3 separate regions of the Gossypium hirsutum genome follow, and regions 2 and 3 are each linked to region 1. The links are chromatin contacts, called in public Hi-C maps. All regions are on one chromosome and are shown on one strand. Each heading gives the region's core, a stretch centred on a gene start, on an enhancer-like site or on the middle of the called end of the contact. The rest is flanking DNA. Distances are from core to core; before and after follow the strand shown. Region 1 holds the start of LOC107909965 (THO complex subunit 2). Region 2 has its middle 31 kb from the start of LOC107887263. Region 3 holds the start of LOC107908291 (probable ascorbate-specific transmembrane electron transporter 1).

What was found. Hi-C and Micro-C count contacts between places; a contact is called where the count stands out from the background.
Region 2: a contact with region 1 is called in a Hi-C map of leaf, with 1.7 times the contacts expected there. The contact joins the enhancer-like site here to the promoter of LOC107909965 in region 1. A contact is called at or near these places in 12 of 34 Hi-C or Micro-C datasets (anther, callus, leaf and 1 more).
Region 3: a Hi-C map of leaf shows a contact between it and region 1, with 4 times the contacts expected there. The contact joins the promoter of LOC107908291 here to the promoter of LOC107909965 in region 1. A contact is called at or near these places in 4 of 34 Hi-C or Micro-C datasets (all in leaf).

What each region holds. Positions count from the first base shown.
Region 1 is chrD02:49,759,639-49,762,338 of Gossypium_hirsutum_v2.1, forward strand. LOC107909965 (THO complex subunit 2) reads right to left here and starts at 1,375. Exons shown (of 34, transcript XM_041089366.1): 1 at 916-1,375; 2 at 701-826. The coding sequence starts at 1,050.
Region 2 is chrD02:50,047,286-50,049,985 of Gossypium_hirsutum_v2.1, forward strand. It overlaps the pseudogene LOC107909963. Among protein-coding and RNA genes, the nearest start is that of LOC107887263, 31 kb to the left of the region's middle. Within about 2 kb of position 1,411, at least 4 of the 9 cell types and tissues checked have an H3K27ac peak or open chromatin away from gene starts, as enhancers often do. A contact at or near this core is called in leaf, where this site is marked.
Region 3 is chrD02:50,125,658-50,128,357 of Gossypium_hirsutum_v2.1, forward strand. LOC107908291 (probable ascorbate-specific transmembrane electron transporter 1) reads right to left here and starts at 1,386. Exons shown (of 4, transcript XM_016835509.2): 1 at 1,214-1,386; 2 at 1,004-1,052; 3 at 574-779; 4 at 27-496. The coding sequence starts at 1,372. The coding sequence ends at 239.

The sequences.
Region 1 (2,700 bases), core at 125-2,624:
ACAGAAAGCTTCAATTTTTAAATAAAAGTTCTATTTTCCAGAAGGGGATTCATGCAGTTACTAAATAATGCATAGTGCAATAGTCAAAAGAAGGTACATAATAAGAAAGGAATAGATACATCGTAGACAGGTAGATTCATCAAGGGGTTCTCTATATTTTCTAACAACAGTTTTCCATGAAACAGATAGACCCTTATATTCTAAGAATTTTCAATTAGGATTAGAGTTGGCCTAACAAGATAAGTTGAAAAATAGATACCACTTTAGCGAAAATGTGACAGTAGCAAAACCATAGGCAATAGCAAGGAAAAGCATTGTTGTGACCTATAAAACCTTAGCACAGAAATTAAAGAAGAGCATAAAGTTTTCCTTTTGTGGGGTCTGCTTAATGAATCATACTAACACTTTTTCTCTATCCAGGAGCATTTCTTGAGTAAACTTGAATTCACCCATGTTTAATCCTCAACTAAACAAAATTAAGGACTCAAGCTTTAGAATTACAATATAACTGACCCGCCATTCTAAATATGCTTAGAAACAATGAAGAGTGGATTCAACAATGATCCAAGTTGGATAGAAAAACTCCTTAGTTGCATTTGCTAACTAAAACAAAAGCAAGTCTCCACCTTCAATTTTTTCCCTATTTCTACCTACTTATTAAAAATGCTTCAATTTATCTTCGGCAAAAAGAAAAACTCACGTCTTGAGCCATTTGCGTGACGATATCAGCAAAGCAGGAGGCAAACTCATCCTCCGACACTCTCTCTGTAAACTCTACGGCATCCAAGACCGCTTTACACTTCTGGAATGGCAATTCCCCGCGCACCTATCAAACGGCAGTAACAAATTCTCAACTAAAAGAATATACACACATAAAAATTTAACAAACTGACCCCAAAAAAGAAAAGCAAATACCATGGCCCAGGAGAGCTCGTAGAGAAAGCGAAGCATGGGAACAGGTGAAGAGAATGAGAAGTTAGAGTTTCCATTTTTGCTCTCGCGAATGATTTCCTCTGTCACGTATATACACTCTATAGGAGGGAGAGACATTTCTGTTCTTTTTTGTGTTCTTTTCCTTTATTTTTAATTTTTGTTTTCCACAAACCCTAGAGATTAAAGGAAAGGGTTGGGGTTTGAGATCGCAGAGAGAAAGAGGAGGGATACGGGAGTGGCTGGAAGGTAATTAAATGGGCTTTTCATGGGGGATGTGAATGATGAGAAACCAAAATAAAAACGAGAGGGTCTTCTTAGGGTTTCCGTGATATGAATGAAGAATATGATTGATCTGTGTGTTATGGTTTTGAGGAATGGATTTCCGAGATGATAATGATTCGTCCGGTTTAGGACTTCTTATTGTTTGGGCTGCATCACCATAGCCCGGCTCGATCCAAACCCTGCTTAAACCATACACATCATATTGAGCTGTAAGTCTCAACTCAGAGTTTATGGCCGGGTCAGGCCATAATCCGGTTTAAAATTTCAAGGTTTTTATTACACAAAATATTACCTTATTACATCAGATATAGTAATATTTTGTGTAAAACACATTATCAAGTTACACAATTTCGTAAAACTTACGTAATATTTTGAGTGATTATACAATAAGCTACCTTTTTACTTTAATTATTACTGTTAATGTTTGTGCTATTACATAACCTCGTTACACTAATTTAAAATCTTGTAATGTTTTGTGTAACACCATTTATAGAATACATTCCTCAATGTTAAGGTAAGTATTTTAAGTGGTTGCTATGTATAAATGAAAGTGCTCATTTTTATCACCACTACGATAGATTACTACTTGCTATATTTGGAGTTGACAATTTATTATAACAAAATATTTGGGTTATGCTAATATTATGGAATTATTCGAGCCCGTCAATGAAGATCAATTCATTTGGAGAAATATATCTTAAGGATTGGATCCAATTGATCGTGCCAAATCCCTTAGATTAAGGGTGTTAGATTGGGACAAAACGTAAATACTTATCTTCCAACAGTCCACATGTCACACCCAGTTTTAATTAAGTCTTAAAATCAAGAAAGATTGGGAGTTAATTGAAAGAATTTGTAGGTTCGCTGGACTCTACTGAAAAATCTGGAAATTCTAGTGGCTAAATGGTAAATAGTTAGATCTCAATTTTAGTTTAGTTAAGTTGGAACCAGCTGGTTCCTTAGTGGGAGGCATAATGATTATTGATGGATGGTTATTTGGGGCTTTGGTGACCATGCGTGGAAAGAGGCCATATATATTTACAGGTAGAATTCTTCTCATTTTTGTTTTATTTTCTTCTCTTCTGCATTGTCTTCTTTGGTTGCTCCGAAGAAGAGAAAGTTGAGGAAAGCTCTGCATGAGGCAGTGATCGTGAGGTTTAAGCCCGAAAAGTAGATAATCCGGTGAGCTGGTAAGCTTCTTAATCTTTTTGTATTTGTGAATTTGAGAAAATAGAGAAGTAAGGAATTTTGAAATCTTTGAGAAAACTTTTGATTGATACTGGATTCTGGATTTTTAAGTTTGAATATCGCCGGTTTAATTGGCATATGGGTTGTCGTGCTTAGCTTCCAAGACGAATGAGGTATGGCGTTTGAAAAAGCTAAGCTGGTGAGGACAAAAGATAGCAGGTGAGTTTCTGTACTCCATTATTTGGGTGGTATTCTGGGTTGTTTTGTTTGATGTGTTGTTTGTGTTATTTACTGAAT
Region 2 (2,700 bases), core at 161-2,660, 290 kb after region 1:
CTCCCAGAATGTACCACTCTTTCTGCATAGGCCACCCCACTAAGCAATGGCCTCTCGAAAGCAGCTCTAGCAGTGTACTCCGCAAAGGTCTCCTGCATTTCTTGCAAAATAAGCCACAACCAACTCATATGTCATTCAGGATTTTCAAGACCAAAACTAAATTTTACAAACCTGATCGATAGCAGATGGATTCTTGTAGTAATGGAAAGTGGCGACAAGAAGGGCTAAGGCATGAACATGGTTAACACTAACACTGAACTGATCCTGCAACATCCTCGCCCTTTGGTCACACATGCTACTTAGTACTTCTTCCCTCCTCACGTTGTTGTCCGCATCCATTTTTTTGTAGATCCAAGTGCTGATAAAACCCATCACCATTACCCAAAGCAAAATAAGTTTTGGTAACCAATCCCTGTTAGACTGAATAAATGTGTATCCTCTTTTGGTCCCCATTTGTTCATTCCCTTTGACAGCCACTGATTGGTGGTGATGGCTTTGCTGCAATTTAAGAACCATTACCAAATGCACAATACCATCTCAACTTGTTTTTCTTCTTCTTTCTTTGATACCCACTTCATATCTAAGCTAAAAAACACAAGCAAACACGGACTCACCATACAAGGCAAGTTATCAATTCTCAGAGACAAGCATGAGTTTCAAAAGATGTAAAACAGCTCAAACTCCAAAAATATCTCATTATCTCCCTCAATAGAAAAATGAGGTTTTCTTTTTTCTCTTGCTATATTTAATAAAAAATGGGATTTCACAGAGGAACAACACTAATCATGTTAACTTCCAAGCATGAAAGTGGTGTCTTAGTTTAAAGCAACAAAGGCAAATTGAGAAGAGCACCTTCACTGTTTATTTTTTCTACATTAAAATCAAATCCTGCAAATTGACCAGCAACAAATCTCGCAGCAGAGCACAAAAAGTAAAGACCACAAATAAAGAAAAAAGAAAGAGAAAGATGTTTGGAGAAAGAAATGCGGGGGTCATTTTGAAAGGGAACAGTGTTTTGCCTGTACATTATAGTACCTTGAATAATATATATCTAAAGAAATAAAGTAGAAAGGTGTGTTTTTTTCTCCCTTGGCTCTGCTTTGATCTGTTCTTCCTTTTTCTTCTGTTTAATGCACATTTTATTTATGTATATTGTTTTCCCACTTTCTTCTTTGCTTTTCAAAGTAAAACTAAATCGACTTTTTAAGATTTTTGCAGATACGTTGTTGCCACTGTGTATCATAATTCAAAATTTATGAGTTTTGTGTTAGTAATTGGTAGAGAAAAAGAAGTTGGTAGAAATTTGAAAGAAAGAAATAGAAGATGTTGATGGAATAAGTTGGAGATGGGATGGGGACCAAAACCACAATATTTCATCATTCTTGTATTCACACTTTTACGTTTTATCTTTTATCTCATCTTAACAATTCTTACCCCTCCCACTCGATGTGGATGTCGGCCATGTGGGCTTGCTGCTACTGAAGCCCCACAGGCATCATTTTCCCTAAAAACATGTAATCTTTCGGGATTAATTTCATAGTAGGTCCTCCAATTTTAATTTGGTTCTAAATTTCACAATACTTTTATTTTGTGTTCGGGATTCCATTTGTTATATTATGAAAAAATTAATTGGATTTCAATGTACTATATATTTACAAATTTATTAACACTCATAAATTCCTTACCATTTTTAAAATTACTGCTAAATAGGCATTCATGAATTTCATAAATAATATATTTATACATTATCACTTAATTTTGAAATTCAAATAAAAATCTCAATGGCTAACTAATTGGGTTTTTTAAATATTAACATTATATAATTCAAGTTTTTCCGTGTTTTGGTTTGGATATTAAATATTAGCTTAGAAGTCAATTTATATTAAAAAGAGGGTAATTCATAAGAATTGTTCTTAAGCTTTGTTTAAATTTATATTTTAGTCATCAACTTTCAAAAGTTGCGTAATAGTCGCTAATGGTATTAAATTGTTGCATTTTTATCACTAGACTGTTAACCTCCATTAAGAAAAGTAACGTTGCTCCTTAATTCAAAAGGTTAATAGTTAATACTATAATTAAAAATTTATTTTGATATTTTAAATTTTTCTTAACAATAATTGTTAAAAAAGTCTTAAAATAAATTATAAAATCATATAAAAAAATCAATTGCAACAAAGAAAAGCCAAGAATTTTGCGGCTAATTTTTATATCCAATCTCATCAAAAATTAGTCTTTGAACTTTCACAAAAAAAACATTAAATACACATTCATTTTCATCCTACTCATTTTTTCATTTGCTTTGTTGTTTTACACATTCTTTATTTTCATCTTTCTTTACCTTTTTTTTCTCCTTTTTCATGCAAATCAACACTAGCTCCACTCTTCATAAATTATTAAAAATAATATATATATTTTTTATTTATAGCTGAAAGTAAAATCTTGACTTGAAATTCGATAAAAGAAATAGTGGATTTGGAGAAGAAAAAGAGCACTTCGTATTATAAAATTTTCCAAAATTGAAAGTTACTCAAAAACCTAATCAATCTAGTAAATAGAGTTACAAGAAAGAAATGATGGGTTTAGAATAAAAAAAACTAGGGTACTTTGTATTATAAATTAAAAAAAAATCTCAAATTTCAAAAATTTGAAACTTACCAAAGAATTGAAACTATATAATGGAATATTTCGCTCTTCTCTCTT
Region 3 (2,700 bases), core at 136-2,635, 370 kb after region 1:
CTAATGTGACACGGTGTCATTAATGAAATCAACATTTAATTTTAGTTGAGACTTTTTATCTTTGAAAAATAAAAAAGTTAAAAGAATTATTGTTATTATTTTTTTAAAATCCAAAAATGATTATTAGGTATGACAAAGGAAGAAAGAAAATGGAAAAAGTTTTGAGTCCCGGCAATAATGAATTTTCATGAATTTTCTTCATAAAATTGTCCAATAATTTGAAAGTAAAGAACCATGACTAATATCTGGGGAGAACCACAGTGAGGGCAACAGCAACTGCAAATAGGAAAAGCAACAATCCTATAAAGTTGACAATGAGAGCTTCTTGGGAGCGAATTAGGAATAACGAAAGGAACTTTTGAAGCAACCCCATCTCAGCTGTGCATATTGCTAAGAAGAAGATAAGTAAGCCACCAAAAGTGTGCCATGGCAGATAGGCTGCTCTTGAATATGATTCTGCACCTGGGAACACATACGAGAAGAATCCTAGCAAATACTGCAATACCAGATAGGGATGTTTTTGTTTTAAATTCCTAACTGAATTAGAAAGAAATTGATTAAAATTTTAGGTACCTGTAAACCAAATAAGCATATGGTAATCATGCCTAGCCAAGAATGTAAGGTAACCATGTCAGGCATGTTGGTCTCATTATGGAATTTGAAGATTACAACAATCCCAAAGATCCCACAACCAAGAGCAATGGTTTGCAATGTTAGGTGGACTGCCTTTTGCACTTGTATGTCTCTTCTACTTGGGGTTGACTTGTATGCCATGATTGCTGTTTTATATATATGTTCAGTCATAACAATAATGCACATCACTTTTCAATCAGATTTCCTTATTTCAATAAAATTCATTCAATGATACTCTAATATATAATCTGGAAATATATCGTACGGAGCATTAGACATTCAAGAAAATGAAAGAGTAGAGCAACATAGACATAATGTTTGAATTAATTATGTTAATATACATGAAAAGCCACTGACAATTACTACTTACCTTCTCCAGCCATTAATATGAATCCAATCACCATTAGAAGTGGATGAAGCTGCAAATGAGAGGGGGGGGGAGCTGAAAGAGATTAAAATGTAGGCATAGAAGCAAACTGATCCATGCAAGAACAATAGGTCCTCCACAGATCATATAGAAACAAAGATATGAAACAGTTTCTGAAGAAAGAGAAGGGATTCTCAACGCAAATGAACTCACATTGAAAATCTTGAACTTATTAGCAGATTCAAAAGCAAGGCCTTCCCGGAACTTGAGAAGCCAAACTAGCACAAGGGTTGTCACTGCTATAAACAACAAATGTCCAAATACTATAACAGGGGTTGCAGAAATTTGGTAGCTTCTGCTCTTAGGCGCCATTGCATCTGCAGAACCTAGATGGAGAACTCAGTAGTCAGTAGTGTTATATAAAATCATTTGAGCCATTAACAAAGAGAGCTTTTGGTTTGATTGGGGAAGATACTACCAAACCGTCCAGCCGGCTGATTCAATGGTGACAACTCCAATAACATGAACAATATTGGGGCTAATTAAAGTATGTATGAGACTTAATGGTTTCAATTACCAATCATGCAGAGAACTTAGTAAGGCTTGCATTCGATTGTTTGTTTGTGGTTTGGGGTTATTGCGGAGAATAGGCAGCGTTTGGAGCCATAAGAAAAGCCAAAGGTGTTCATATCATAAATTTTACTAATGATTTAGTTCGTCCATTTCTAAAACTCAACTTGTGCGATTAGCTAAACTCTTCAAATATTTCTTGCATTTTAAATTAAAATAAAATACATTAATTTAAGTTTGTAAATAATTCCATAATATCTAGTTTTTATGTAAAAGTAATAATAACTGTACTACTTAGTATTTACTTTTTGCTAATATATTTAAATAACTCTTTTATGTAATTTTAATGAGGGTGTAATATGATTATTTCTCATATATTGTAATTTTTATATATAATTATAATAATACCAGTTTTCATTACCTATCTTTCTTTTTATACAAGCTTTCTTTTACCTATAAATCCTCCCAAACCCTTAAATCTTAAGTGAGATCAAACTCACATTCTGCACGTTGTTGCAATGCTAATTGAGTTTTTTTTTTTATAGTTATAGTCATTTAAAATGACTAGTTATATTTATATAGAGTAATATATGTTATTTTATAATAATATATGTATAAAAGTTATTACGGGTCAAACATGTTTCATCTTCTTTTTTATAACCAAGAACTTGATCAACTTGTATTGATCCATATCACGACCTAAGCTTAAAACCTGAGTCTCGAACTCCCAGCAGCCCAGGAAGTTGTGATTGCCAAACTAGGCCTGGCTCTAGAAGATTGATGCTAAGCTCTTAGCCATTTTGGATCTATATTAGGACTAAAAAATGCCGTTAGTAATACTTGTTGCCAGCCAATAACCATTTTGACATAGGCCTCAAAGTGAACCCCAACCCACATAAAATGGGTCATTCTAAAGTTTCACTTAATATTCCTTCTCATTGCTCATTTGTCCGTAGCAAATCAAATCTGGGTTGTATCTTAAATTATCATATCTAAAACGGGGTCTGCAAAGTTACAATGCCTCGAAGAAGTTCCAGCCAATATGTTCAACGGATAATTAAGCACTGAAAACTAAAGCACAAAAGCATGGTTTTTTTTTTTCACTTGAATTTGAACCAGATTTGGAAATG